2 separate regions of the Capsicum annuum genome follow, and region 1 is linked to region 2. Evidence: chromatin contacts called from public Hi-C data. All regions are on one chromosome and are shown on one strand. Each heading gives the region's core, a stretch centred on a gene start, on an enhancer-like site or on the middle of the called end of the contact. The rest is flanking DNA. Distances are from core to core; before and after follow the strand shown.

Region 1 (7,098 bases), core at 3,263-5,762, 180 kb after region 2:
GAAAGTAGAAAAAAACACAGAGTGGAAATCCCACCACCACAACCATTTTTCAAGTCTTTAAAGAACGCAGTAAAAGAAACATTGTTTCCAGATGATCCACTTAGACAATTCAAGAATCAACCACCTCTTAAGAAATTTATACTTGGACTTCAATATTTTTTTCCAATTTTGGAATGGGGTCCTCGTTACACCTTTGATTTCTTTAAATCTGACCTTATTGCTGGTATTACTATAGCTAGTCTTGCCATTCCTCAAGGAATTAGCTATGCAAAACTTGCCAATTTGCCACCTATACTTGGCCTCTGTAAGTCATACTACTCTATGTATAATTCACTTTTTGTTTATTTACTCCCTATGAACTACTATACTTGTCATGGTTTTGTAAAATGACAAATATTACGAACCATCTATGACCAGTAAAGTGGTCCGGAGGGAGTAACATAGGTGCAAGTGTTTTTGCCAAAACTTGTGTACCTCAATTAATGGTTTATTGTTGATGAATGCAGATTCGAGTTTTGTTCCGCCATTAGTGTACGCAGTAATGGGGAGTTCGAGAGATTTAGCAGTTGGTACAGTTGCTGTAGCATCACTTCTCATTGGTTCAATGTTAGGGAATGAAGTTAATCCAACTCAGAATCCAACACTTTATCTTCAACTTGCCTTAACTGCTACATTCTTTGCTGGAGTATTTGAAACCGCCCTTGGCGTTTTCAGGTAATTCATTACGTCTTCTGCTCCAATATAATTTATATAGTACTGTTTGGATTTAAAAGTTTATTTTAATTGTGAATTCGTACATACAATTTTTAAAAAGAAAATTTTATATATTTTAAAACAAGAAATTATAAATCACAATAATTAATTCAAAATATTTAAAAGACAGTTTAAAAAAAAGAAAAAAAGTTTGGGTTTCAAAATTCGAGGGGTATCATGTAATTGTGACAATGACAGAGTGCTATACAATGACCTTTCTTCTTCTTTACTTGTACTTTTGGACCTTTCTTCTTCTTTACTTGTACTTTTGTTTTTATTACCTTTTTGACCAACAATATGATGTATTAATGGTGGAATTAAGTTTTGTGTACTGATTTTTTACACCATTTGTTAAATTGTACTTGTAATAATACATTAATCATATTTTTTTTATCAGACTAATTATTTATACTTATAAACAGATTTATCCATAATTACGTAGAATAATGAGAAATGATTAAAGTAACAAGCAGGCGCGGACCTACACATCAACTTTGGGTGCTCCGGCACTAACTAAACTTGACGCGAAATAGGTATAATTACATAAAAAATATATGAAAATGGGTATAAATTATATAAAAGCATCCACTAAACAAGAAGTTGGTTAGGTGTACGTGATTTTTTTTTTTTTCTATAGTAAGGACTTACTCTTTTTAAATTCTGGATCCGCCACTGGTAATAAGTTGATGGTAACGTTAACTGGGTAAACAAATGAATCAATTTTGCAGGCTGGGATTCATAGTGGATTTTCTATCTCATGCAACAATCGTGGGATTCATGGGAGGAGCAGCCACAGTAGTGATACTCCAGCAGCTAAAGGGAATACTTGGTCTTGACCATTTCACTCAGTCCACTGATATTGTTTCCGTCTTACGTTCCGTTTTTACCCAAACGCATGAGGTATAAATATAATACTTGATACTTGATTTATGTTATACGTATATATTGTAAAAAAAACTATTTAATTGTAATTATTTAACTTCTTGTAATATACGTCCTTGAAATGTCAAGTGGTAGCCATTTTAGGTTTGCTCTTAATTCATGTGCGACAATTAATCTTTAGTTTCTCAATCAAATCTCATTCTGCTATTAACTTTTTCTTATGTGGAGAATCAAATTAAAAGAGTAGTACTACGTATGCTGTACAGTTTTATAGTTAAAATTAAGTCATGAGGATTTATTAGTTTTATCTTTTTTACTATATGTAGTATGACTTTTGGACGTTTGGTTATGGTTAATGAAAAATAATAATTGCAGTGGCGATGGCAGAGTGCGTTGTTGGGTTTCTGTTTCCTTTTCTACCTGCTTGCGGCTAGATTCTTCGTAAGTTAACTTTTACCTTTTCAAACGTCAATATATATTACTCCTCCATTTCATTTTAGTCCCATGCTAAAACTAGTTTTACTTGTCCAATTTATAAAATTAAAAGAATTTTGTTATATTTTTACCTTTTTTTCTTAGTAAGTTAGTACTCTCTTCGTTCCACAATAAGTTAATTGTTAGATTTTGACACACATGTTAAGAAAAAAAAGCAAAGACATAAATTTATCATATTTTTCTATTTTTATCCTCTTCAAAAAGCAAAAACACATAATACATCACTCCCAATGCACATTTAATGGAGGATAAATTTAGAAAAAAATTTCAACATTTACCTTGAATTGTGAACCATTCACTTATTTTGAAACACTAAAATTATTCAAACAATTCACTTATTATGAAACGGATGGAGTATTAAATAACTACACTATAATCAAATTTAGAGTTCAAAAAAATCATTAATAAGGTTAATCTAATAAAATCATCTCTAATTAAAATTTTCTTAAGGGGTGTGTCAAGCCAATAAGGGTCACGTAAAATAAAACAGAGGAGTATGTTCCTCCGATTCAATATAATTGATGGTTTAACTTCTGATTGATTAGATCAAATAATCGATGATTGTTAATATACATACTAATACTAATGGAAATGCATGCATGCAGAGCCAAAAAAGACCAAAGTTTTTCTGGGTATCAGCAATGGCTCCATTGACGTCCGTCATACTGGGAACGATTCTTGTTTATTTCACCCACGCTGAAAATCACGGCATTCAAGTGGTAAGCACCTTTAATTTTGTACTGCCTCCGGTCCATTTTACTTCTCATGTTTCATATTTGAGAGTTTAACTAGATTAATTTTGACCAATATTTTAAGACATTTTTTAATGTATTGATAGTAGAGGAATTATTGTGACTTAAACATGACGACTAATAGGACGAAGGAATATTAATTAAAAGGGTAACGGACTAAAATGGACTTGGAGGGAGTACGTGTTATTAATTTCTAGAAGGTGTTAGAATTATAAGTTACAAACACAAATTAATTTGGCTTAAAGATTTCAATTTGACTGCTGAGCTACTATGACCACGCTATTATACTATTTTCACAACATAAACACTATGGTGGGGGAGTGATGTGATATTTCTGCTATTTGGATTATTGAGTTTGAAGTGTTGAAGTTGTATTGTGATTCTTGTGGTTTTGGTATTGCACACGTTTTCTCTAAATAGACGACCTACCAATGCCATGATTAACTGATATTCAATGTTTAAAGAACACTGGCCCAGCATATGTGTTGTTGATTGAATCATTGCTCTGCCCATTATCCAATGTATTTTCACATTTTGAAATAGACATTTCTAAATGGCGACTTCATTTTCCTAGAATTTGCTCAATTTAACATTCAAATTTGATGACATAGAACGCAATTTTTTTGGATTATTGTAGCTGATAATTCATCATATTTGTTGAGATATATATTATGGTATTAGAGTGAGAGACGTGAGTTATGAAAACTTTCCATCATTATGTGATAATTTCTTTATTCAAGTCGTAAAGAAGAAGAAGAAGAATTAGTTGTGTACATCTCTACCTACCTACCAACTTACACTCTGGTGGATCCAGGATTTTTAAGTTACGGCTACTTGGCTGCCTTTACTCTAAAATTATTTTCTAACATTGGGTTCTCAATAATATCTTTGTTTATTAAAACTATTTTTTGTAATATAAAAGTTCATATATAGTAAGTGGATAAAATCAATGTAGGTCTGTAACGGCCTGGAATAGAAGTTGCAATGCATTTGATGTTAATATCTAACTCGATTTTTATGTAATTTGTAATTTGTTTATTAAGGGCTTGATACGATCAAATTAAGTTCCCCTTCTTTAATTTTTATTATTCTATCTACTCAATATTTATAAGCCAAAAAATAGCATGTGATAATTTGAGAGTTTTATGATTTAAAGGACAAGTGGACTAACAGGATATGGTTTATGTGATGAAAAAAAAATGAACAGATAGGGGAGCTGAAGAAAGGGTTAAATCCATTGTCAATAACCGATTTGTCATTTGGAGGCACTTATCTTTCTACAGCTATCAAAACTGGCATAGTCACTGGTGTCGTTTCTCTTGCTGTAAGCTTTTTCCAACCTTTATTTTTGTCCTCGTTCTTCACCTACTTTGCATTATTTGTCACAATTTGATTAGAATTTAACTAGTGAAACTTGTTCTAGTGGTAAAACACTTATTCTACTTATCAACTATGTTGTTTGGACTTTTCAAAAATGTTATCTCATTCATATTTTGTCTCATTATTAGAAATAGAGATTTTTTCCAACTCATTAAATGAGAAATTTGTGCTATGAAGCATGATTATTCCATCCATTTTCCCATCATACCTGCTCACTGGGAAAACATATTCTTGGTGAAACACTGGAAAACTTCCTCATTTTTACACTACTATTTTTTTCCCACTGATTCAACCAAAATATTAGTCAGAATATCCACTGAACAATTTTTTTTTGAAAAATTTCAAAGGGAAAATAGTTAGCTTTAGTATTATCTATAATTTTCAAAAATCCAAGCTACATAGCTAATCAACATGTAGACTTGAGGTTTGTGTCACGTAAAGAGCTGAAAAGATCGTCGAATATTAAACATAAGTGGTCAATTCATATCATGTAACTATATAGTGCCGTGAACTTAAAATCCGATGACTTTTCAATGATAGTTACCAATTAGATTTTGTATTCTATGTACTTGTAGTTGTAAGTATTAAAATATGTTTAGAAATGAAGATTATGTTAGACTCATCATGATCTCAAGACAAAAAATATTCATAAAATCAAACTCTTTGATGGGGACTGATGAGACAGGAAGGAATAGCAGTGGGGAGAAGTTTTGCAATGTACAAGAACTACAATATAGATGGCAACAAAGAGATGATTGCTTTTGGTATGATGAACATAGTTGGCTCTTGCACTTCCTGCTACCTCACTACTGGTAACAATTCCCAACTCTTTCTCTTTCTTTTATTTGCCTGAAAGCTACTTTTACCTGAAATAACATGTCTCAGTCGGGTCCATGTATCAGCATGTGATTATATGGACCATGGATAATGTCTAGCAGACAAAAATAAAAGTAGCAAATAAATGCAGAAAGAGACAAGACAAAATCTTATTAAGGAAATGGTAAAAAAGTAGGTGGCAATGGAGGGTGAAACTAAGATTTCGTTGGATTGGTTTATTTTAAGTAATTTTAATTAAATAGTTTTTAAGCATTTTTTTAGTATTTGTGAAATAAAAAAAAAGTTTTTTATGTACTTAATTTTAAGCCCAAAAAAAACAAAAATAAGCCAACAGTGATCACAAGTAATTAAAATTGACTTTTGGCATATAAGCTAAAACATTCAAACAGGCTCTAAACTTGATCCTAGTAATATTAAATAAAGTCACAAAGTAATATTTTTTGTAACTGTAATATCACTAAACTAACTACTTGTAGTACTAAAGTCACAAAGTTAATTTTGTAAATAGTAATCAGTGGCATAACCATAGGTAGTGAAGGGTGGCCAGTTCACCACGCTTCGTCGAAAAAATTTAAAAATTATTTTATATATATAATCTTGAACATTTTTAAAACAATTCTTGGTTTATCATTGATAATAATGTCACTAAATTAACTGGTTCTAGCGGCAAAAGTTACAAAATTAATTTTTGTAACAGTAAAATCACTAAACCACTAAATTATGTGTTCTTTGTCCAAAAAAAACACAAATCACCGAAAAGTCAAATTTCCTTACAAATTTGTAGATATGGATATTTGATCACGTTGTTAATTAGGAAAAGTTCAATATAATTGCAGGGCCATTTTCTCGATCTGCGGTGAATTTCAATGCAGGATGCAAGACAGCAGTATCAAACATAGTCATGGCACTAGCAGTCATGGTTACATTGTTGGTGCTAACGCCATTGTTCCACTACACTCCATTAGTGGTCTTGTCATCCATAATTGTTGCTGCCATGCTCGGACTCATCGACTATAATGCTGCAATTCATCTGTGGCATGTTGACAAATTTGATTTCTTGGTCTGCATGAGTGCATTCTTTGGTGTCGTTTTTGCCAGTGTCGAAATTGGCTTAGTCATTGCTGTGCGTATTCCTTCCTAACAACAGTCTTTTAACTTATATAGATCGATAGTGCAAAGAATAATTACATTGATTAAAATCATAATTGCAAATAGCTAATGTCTATATATAATAAATGAAACTAGTTACTTAGACAACAAAACAGAAACATACTACAACACGAAAAATTACATGACAGTACAAATAGAAATTCTAATGTTAGCATATGTATAAGTTAAATCATATATATGGTTATCAATAATTGTCTTTTAAGTGAACTAATTATGTAAGTATTTCTTTCACCATGTCGATGTATAGAACCGACCCCTTAGCTAAACATTGATTGTGTTAAGATTGGTAACATTAGCATTGTAGGTTATCTTGTGATCATAGGTTAATTATCATTTTTTACTAGTTTTCTAATTAATGGACGTTATCATAACATATAATTGTCTTATAAATAACTTGATTTTATAATTATTTTTTCTTTTGCACCATCATTGCGTAGAACTTAAACGTATATATTATAAATACTTTGTTCTCTTTAGCTAAACTTGTCTTTATTTTCAATTAATCAAAGATTTCATTTTTAATTGTCTAAGCATTTAACACAAATGCAGGTTGCTTTATCGGTGTTGAGGGTGTTGCTATTTGTATCGAGGCCAAGAACACTAGTACTTGGTAACATTCCAGATTCTCAGATTTATAGAAATGTTGAGCAATATCCTAACACAGACAGTGTTGGGGGCGTTCTCATACTTGACCTTGGTGCACCCATTTACTTTACCAATGCTAGCTACTTAAGAGAAAGGTAATTAATATTTAACTCTACAATATCTATATTATAAACTATATCCTCTTCCTAATTTATTCATATAAACACTAATTATGAACTCTAAT
Region 2 (7,222 bases), core at 1,780-4,279:
ATGGTTTGTATGCAAGTGATCAAGTGCCATCAACAGTTGAACTAGCCACTTACAAAGCTTCTGCTTATCAGTCAGTATTAGAATTCAGGAAAGGAAATGGTCTCAATATTAGGAATTAAATTTGGTGGAGGCAGGAGGGTATGAGTCAGAAGGAAATGTAAATGTTAATAACGACCTCCTCAGGGAAAAGAACACCATTAGCTCTCTTAATAGCATCTGCCCTGTATAAAGAATGAAGAGATGATCAAACGACAAGTAGGCAGAAAAACATAAGCAACTAGATTCAGGTGCTCAGGCCTTAAGGTCCAATATTCTGAAATTAGTTCATAGGAAAAGGAAAGATGACTTACATATCACCAGCTTCACAATACCCAATAATAATGCACACGTAGCATCCCTGAAAATTGGGATACCACATTACGAACAACTCAAAGGTTTAGGCATATCTAAGATAACTTATGTACCACTCCATGTATTGGTCTGTTAAAACTTAAGAATATTTGCTAAAATTGGATTTGTAGCACCACCTTTTTCCCAGTAAAATCCAAATTAACCATTTTGAATAATCAATATACCTCTGACACCTTTAGATACCTAGATGCATATTCTAATCAAAATCCCTTGAACAATAACAATGCACAAGGGCTGAGTATTCACTTAAAAAGCAGTTCTAATTCGTATATAGCTCAACATTTAACCCGTATGGGCAACTTTCTGTACAATTTGTAAGCTTCCACTTAACAATCTTTCATGTTGATCACATTGTGAGCAGCCACAAGTAATTGACATGAGTAGACAAGTTATCACATGTATGTTGATTCCTTATATATTTCTGAAGTGAAATTGTGGAAGGACAAGAGTATGCACAGACCTTCTCCACCCAGGAATCTTTGTATTCCACCACAAATCGATTTCGTACTCTTGCGATCAGCTCCATCTGAAAAATAAAGAACTTAGTTCAGAATTGCACATAGAAACTTGCACGTCCAGATTCCCTAGTCTTTCTCAAGAAAAAAGAAGGAAGAAAGAGATTAGGCAGAATAGATCTAGCCGAGTTAAAGCTTTCAAGGTGCATTTAAGAAAAGCAAGTATCATTGTCCTCAACAAAACTGATTATTACTTCACTTTATAAACAAAAGGCTTTTCATTGCTGTGTGGCTTTTATCAAATCAAAGAGTTTGGTAAATGTTTAACCCTAACGCATACTTAACTTTCATCCAATCAGGTAAGAATGTGCAGTTCATTGTGTAACTTCTTAACAATTTAAGACAATTATAGTGAATCCTATAGTGCTTCTGAAATTTCTTCTCTAGATGCCAAGATATGCAGATGTCTTCAGACTCTTCAGGAGATCCCTATAGAAAAAACGTGACTAGCCTGTTCATCCTCTCAGATCACAAAGAAAGTAAAATAAACGCTAACCTCCTGGTGGGCAGATCTGCGTGTTCTCTCTGTTTGGCGAGCTAAGCGGATTTTTTTCATAACATATCTTTAGGAACAGAACAAAAGAAGAGAAAAGTCAGATATCAAAATAAAGAGAACACCACAATAATGAAATAATTCATGACATAAAATGGACACAGTAACAAAGAACAAAGTATAACAGATGGACTGAGAAAAGGTTGCACATCTCCTTACTTCTTCTTTTCTTGTTTATGCCTTACAAGTAGTGCAGAGCCAAAGGAACCTTTCCCAATCTGCTCCAAAATCTCATAATTTTCCATCTTATGAGCTAGAAGACCACTTTTGCTTCAAACAGATTTCAATCCAGATGTAATTTTTTCACAGGTGATATATCGTCGCACAACCTGCAAACATCTTTTACATCAACAGAAAATGCATCTATTAGAATTTTTTTGAAAACACAGGAATTTGCTAAGCACTCAGCAGAAAGCATTAGCATCACCTCTTCAATCCAGAGCGTGTTTCAATAGTCATTACAGGACGAAAATAATAGCAAATATTTACAACGTCTTGAATATCTAGAGACAATTCAACTTTTTTTTTTGATAACCGTGGTGTTCAGGGCTAACTTTCTCGCACCTCGACTAATTCCAAGGATATTGCAAGCTCTCACCAGCAACAGTACCAGGTGCCAGGTAACTTTGTCCACCAATGCTAGGACAGATGGGAAGAATCACTTATTGTTTTTCTCTACTAGGATTTGAACCTAACTTCATGTTCTCAACCTACTTCATTGAGTACCATGCCACACCCTTGGGTACAATTCGAATTTCATAGACCATTTGAAAATGTAATAAATTAATCAATTCGTACATACAACTAATCACTAAGAAATTCTAATCAGGAGTTTAGGTTATTCCATAAATTTCCATCAAAAAACACAATTTCTCGATCCTTGAGTACAGTATATACATGAAAAAACGTAATCCAAGTAGTTCTACGCCTTGCATAAGATTTCAGAAGCTGTACAAGCTCTTAAGCCCTCAGCATAGGAAATATATAAAGGAAAAGACAGTGGCAATTAGCACCAAAAAGCGGGAAAACGCCACCTAAAGACTCCATTTTGAAACCTTCAAAGACAACTGCAGACGGGATAGAGTTAAATGGTACTTGTTGCTTGTGAGAAATATTCCGTGGAATTAGTCGGGGTGGGTGAGAAAGCTGGTCTGGACACCACGGTTATCAACCGCTCGAAGTAAAAACAAATACTAAACCTAATTGCCAAACAATAAGGCCTCACAAAGAACTCCTAAAACAAAATGTAACGCACAGAAAAGCAAAATATAATACCGAGTTTGAAAAATGTTGAACCGATAAACATGGAAAAATCAAATACTATGCTCCATTACGTACCTGAAACTGATTACGAAGAAGAATTGGGAGAAGAGCGCTAATGGAAATGCGAAAACAGGAACGCCATTCGATTAGTTGAAGGGAGAATGAGACTAGTTGTTGAATTATTTAATTCAGTGAACAGAGAAAGAAAGAGAATGGAGAGCGGTAAAAGAATTGTAAACTAAGCAAAAAGAGATGATGCCCCCCTTTCAAATGTGACATTTTCAAACTTTTCCTTTTCTTCTTTTATTTATTTCAAAAAGTTCTTTCGTTTTTTTAAAATCAATTTTTTGTCCCACAAGTAAGTCATGGGGCTGAACAAACTTGAAAGTTGTCCCATCCCCAAGTCTAAATTAGAAGGGGTCATTTCTTTATCTTAGTTAGGAAAACATTCTTGACATGTCCACTAACTATTACTTACGTTTCGACATGCGAATGCGATTTCATATTTGTGATATAAAATTATGACATGAAATCAATATTAGTTATTCAATTTTATGTCATGATTTCATATAATGACTAAAATCTCAAATATTTTTTTAAAAAAATGATTTGAAAACTTCAAATCATGATTTGAAAATTTTCAAATACAAAAGTTAATGTTTTGTAAAAAAAAAAAGCACTTCATTGTTCATTTATTCATATGTAAAAAGAATTTATAGTCCATATTATTACTCTTTAAACTATTTATATCTCAGTAACTATTACCCTCACAAACATTAAATTTATTATAACTTCAAATCAACTCCTACTTTACCACTAGAAAATTCATTCATTAAAAAATATAAGTTTCTCAAATTCATTCATTAAAAAATATAATTTTTCATAGTGAATTAAAGGAGTGATGAAATATTCATAGTACATGAACATGAAGATATAGTTACTAATGATATTGACCAACAATAATCAAAGTAACAATGTTGATTAGTCTTCTCGATTATCTGATCGAGAAATGCAAACTCAACGAGAGCAGATGGTCCGTACTATCAACTATGTGAGATGATTATATTGAAGAGTAGTACACTATAACTCATGTTCAATTTTACTTTTTTATTGAACTAAAGTTTAATCAATAAATGTTATATTTTTTTTTATAATAATTGTGTAATAGTGCATTATACTTTGTGATAAACTTTTTCTTCGTTGATAAAGATTATAGAATTGGGGTAATTTTGATAGTTTTCACAACTTGTGAGATTTTTATGTTCATGAGAAAACATAAAACATAAAAAGCTCAAATTGCATGTTCAAACAAAACTTCAACTTCATCTCATAATTTCAAATTATGATTTCATATCAGCATTTCAAATCATGACTTCATATTGCATGGCCTAACGACCCCTCAATTTGATTTCTTTATAATCATGATATCTAGACTAACTTGCTCATATCTCGATAATTTTATTGAGTAATTGCTATTTTTTGTCAGTGTTATCTGTAGAGGTAAATTTAATATTTAAGTTTAGTGAGTTTAATATTTAATTTTGTTTACTTTTGTATCTATTATATTTTTAGAACGGAAAAGATTCAAAAATACCCCTGAACTATATAAAATGGATCAAAAATGCCTCTCGTTAGTTTTTAGGATAAAAAATGCCCCTCCGTTAAATATTTGGCTCAAAAATGCCCTTCCCTCTAACAAAATTCCACCAAGCATGCCACGTAGGTAAAAAAAAAAGCCACGTGGCCATGCCATATCACCTCCATGTCATCTTTAATTTTATCACCTAAATTAAAAATTCGACCCAATTAAAATAACCCGACCCAAAATAAAATAACAAAGAAAAAAGGAACATCTTTCTCTGTGCCTTCTTATTTCTCTCTCTCGAAAGAAAAAATTTACACTAGGGTTCACTGCAGTTGCTCTTTGAATTCATTCGAAAAGGAAAGCTCCATTGTCATATTTTGTTTGTTGAATTGATGAATATTTGGTGGCAATCACTAGCTTTGGTTGTGACAATGGCTAATTAATGAATCAACCTTATCTCAAGATGTTATTTTTTTGTTTTGTTCGGACCGAAATGGTATCTGATTTGCATTCCTTCTCTCAATTTATGTACTGATCATGTCATTGAAACTTTTTCTATTATCTACTCATAGTATTTTCAAATATGAAACCCAAATTAGTAGTATAAATAACTCTTTGCAAATTAGTAGTATAAATAAATCTATTGCTGATGCAAGAAGCTAGATAACAGCTCTCTTCTCGTGGTAAAATGTAGGGATTTTCGTTGTTCTGATGTTACCTTTGGTTGCTATTGATTGTCTACTTCTTTCTTCTACTTTTTGGAGTATTCATTTTACATATTCATAAATTTTGGTAAGCCTTATGTATCTTGGATTTTCAATTGTGTTGTGAGGTCCTAATTCGAAATCTATATGGGTTTTCTAGTAGAATGGATATCTTGTAAGTTGGATGATTTTTGTTGTATCCTTATTCCCGCTTGGACTGCTATTTGTCCTGTTCAGTGTTGGCCCTGTTATGCATAATATATAATCAAGTACATGTGAGTTCAATTCAGAGGTGTAAATTTTGTACCTAGTTTCCAGTATGAAGCCACAGAGGTGGATCGCAGGTTCGAGGCTATCGTGGAGAATATGCTTGATAAGTAAGTGCATTTTCATCTTTTGTCGTGGAAGAATAACAATCTGAACCTAAAAGTCTCACACTATATTCTGGATGTTTCTTCTGATTTATAATTACCTTTCTTTTGACTTATTAGGTGTACAAAGGATGGCAAGTATCAACAAGCCGTTGGCATGGCTATTGAATACCGAAGGATGGATAAGGTTGTTGAAGCAATTGTGAGAAGTGATGAAACTTATTTCAGCCCAAGAAGCTGCCAAGGTTCTCATTTTGGAGAAGAAGATCAAGAAGTTAAAATTTATCGTTTTCATCTCATGTGTTTTTTTTCTTTGTGTATGTTTTAGGAATCACGAAGTGAATATATGTTCGTGTCTATGTTAGGAGAAATTATATTGAAGTAAATCTATTTTGTTGGTTGTAATGAAGTAGAAGCGTTGGTATTATATTGTTAATGAAGTTGAAGTATTTGCAATGAAGTGAATGACTTATGTTGTTAACGAAGTTGAGATTGATATTTTATTTCTGCTCCATTGGTCTAATGTACATAGAAACCAGTGGATTGTGCTAAATTTTGGTTGATGCTAGGCAGTAACAAGTTAATTTAGGCCTGCGATAGCTATTCACTCAAGAGGACGACAACTAAAAGTTAAAATGTACTTATATTAAACAAAAGTTTAGGTAGAAAAGAGCTTATACACACACATGAACACACAGAGATATAGATCAAGCAACAAGCTCAATGGTTTTTAAATGAACGAAATCTTAAGCGACTAAAGAGAACACATCAAGTGGAAAGTTAGAACTAAAAAGTTAAAAAAGAAAAGGGCATTCTTTCGTATGGACTAAAAAGCAAATTAGGACAAACAAATTGAAATGAAGGGAGTAAGAAAGAAGACACGACTTAACTCACAGGTCAACGGACTCATACAATTTCTACAATGAATCAGACGTTATATGGAAAGTCACACTTAACTGTTGGGATTAAAGCTTATTATTTACCAACGTGATCTGATAGCTTGACGCTTTACGAACAGCAATCAAGAAGGCCAGACACAACTAGTTTAATTGAAAAACCTTATGAACATAAAAACTCTGATTATTCATATTATAGCTAGCCATCTCTAGGTTGGTTGAGTTTTGTTCTGCTCTTTCATAATTTACTAGTAGTCTTGTTTCCAATTGAAGTTATCACAATATATGGAAATGAATTCGAAAAATAAACCCTGCCTGCTAGATATAAGTGAGCATGGAGACTAACGTCATAATGCAGTAAATTTAACAAGGAACAGGAAGAAACTACATAATTTGAGTAAGCGATGCTCTGTTAGGTAAGAGGAAAAATATCTTGAATCTGGGAACGGAAACATTAGTAAACAATATTACTGCATTATGCAATGAAGCCCTTCACCATCCAACAACAACAACAACCCGAGCACAAATTCCAGTCAAACCAGAATTTCTGCATTCACTTAATAATCCAATGAAACCACCAAAACAGTAAGAATAAATATCAAAAAATAGTAACCAAAATAGTACAAAAGCTGGACACTAATGTTTTGCACCCACATTCAGTCAAAATAAACACAGATGAACCTTAATGTTTTGCATCAACTTTAACCAAAAACAAAATAAAAGTATTCAATACCTAGAATTAGTCACAACATATTAAATTTGGGTTCTCCCATTAGCCTTTTTAGCCTTCAACTTTCCCAGCTTTGTCTCTCTTGCATTTTTCAACTGATTGCTAGTGATAGCCTTTTTTCTTTTCCAAGTAAGCTTAGAGGGTGAATAAGAAAAATATGTAGGATCACTAACTCCAGCAAGATCACCTCTAAA

The links. Hi-C and Micro-C count contacts between places; a contact is called where the count stands out from the background.
Region 1: a Hi-C map of bud shows a contact between it and region 2, with 4 times the contacts expected there. The contact joins the enhancer-like site here to the promoter of LOC107863793 in region 2. A contact is called at or near these places in 2 of 5 Hi-C or Micro-C datasets (bud and leaf).

Annotation. Positions count from the first base shown.
Region 1 is chr3:63,097,294-63,104,391 of UCD10Xv1.1, forward strand. It overlaps LOC107863792 (sulfate transporter 3.1), which reads left to right. Exons shown (of 12, transcript XM_016709927.2): 1 at 1-304; 2 at 507-714; 3 at 1,482-1,653; 4 at 2,011-2,076; 5 at 2,736-2,849; 6 at 4,090-4,206; 7 at 4,948-5,074; 8 at 5,936-6,222; 9 at 6,819-7,009. Among protein-coding and RNA genes, the nearest start is that of LOC107863792, 3.7 kb to the left of the region's middle. Within about 2 kb of position 4,513, at least 4 of the 5 cell types and tissues checked have an H3K27ac peak or open chromatin away from gene starts, as enhancers often do. A contact at or near this core is called in bud and leaf, where this site is marked.
Region 2 is chr3:62,918,872-62,926,093 of UCD10Xv1.1, forward strand. LOC107863793 (serine/threonine-protein kinase Nek2) reads right to left here and starts at 3,030. Exons shown (of 15, transcript XM_016709931.2): 1 at 2,818-3,030; 2 at 1,639-1,808; 3 at 1,423-1,489; 4 at 872-937; 5 at 351-397; 6 at 176-221; 7 at 1-60. The coding sequence starts at 1,724.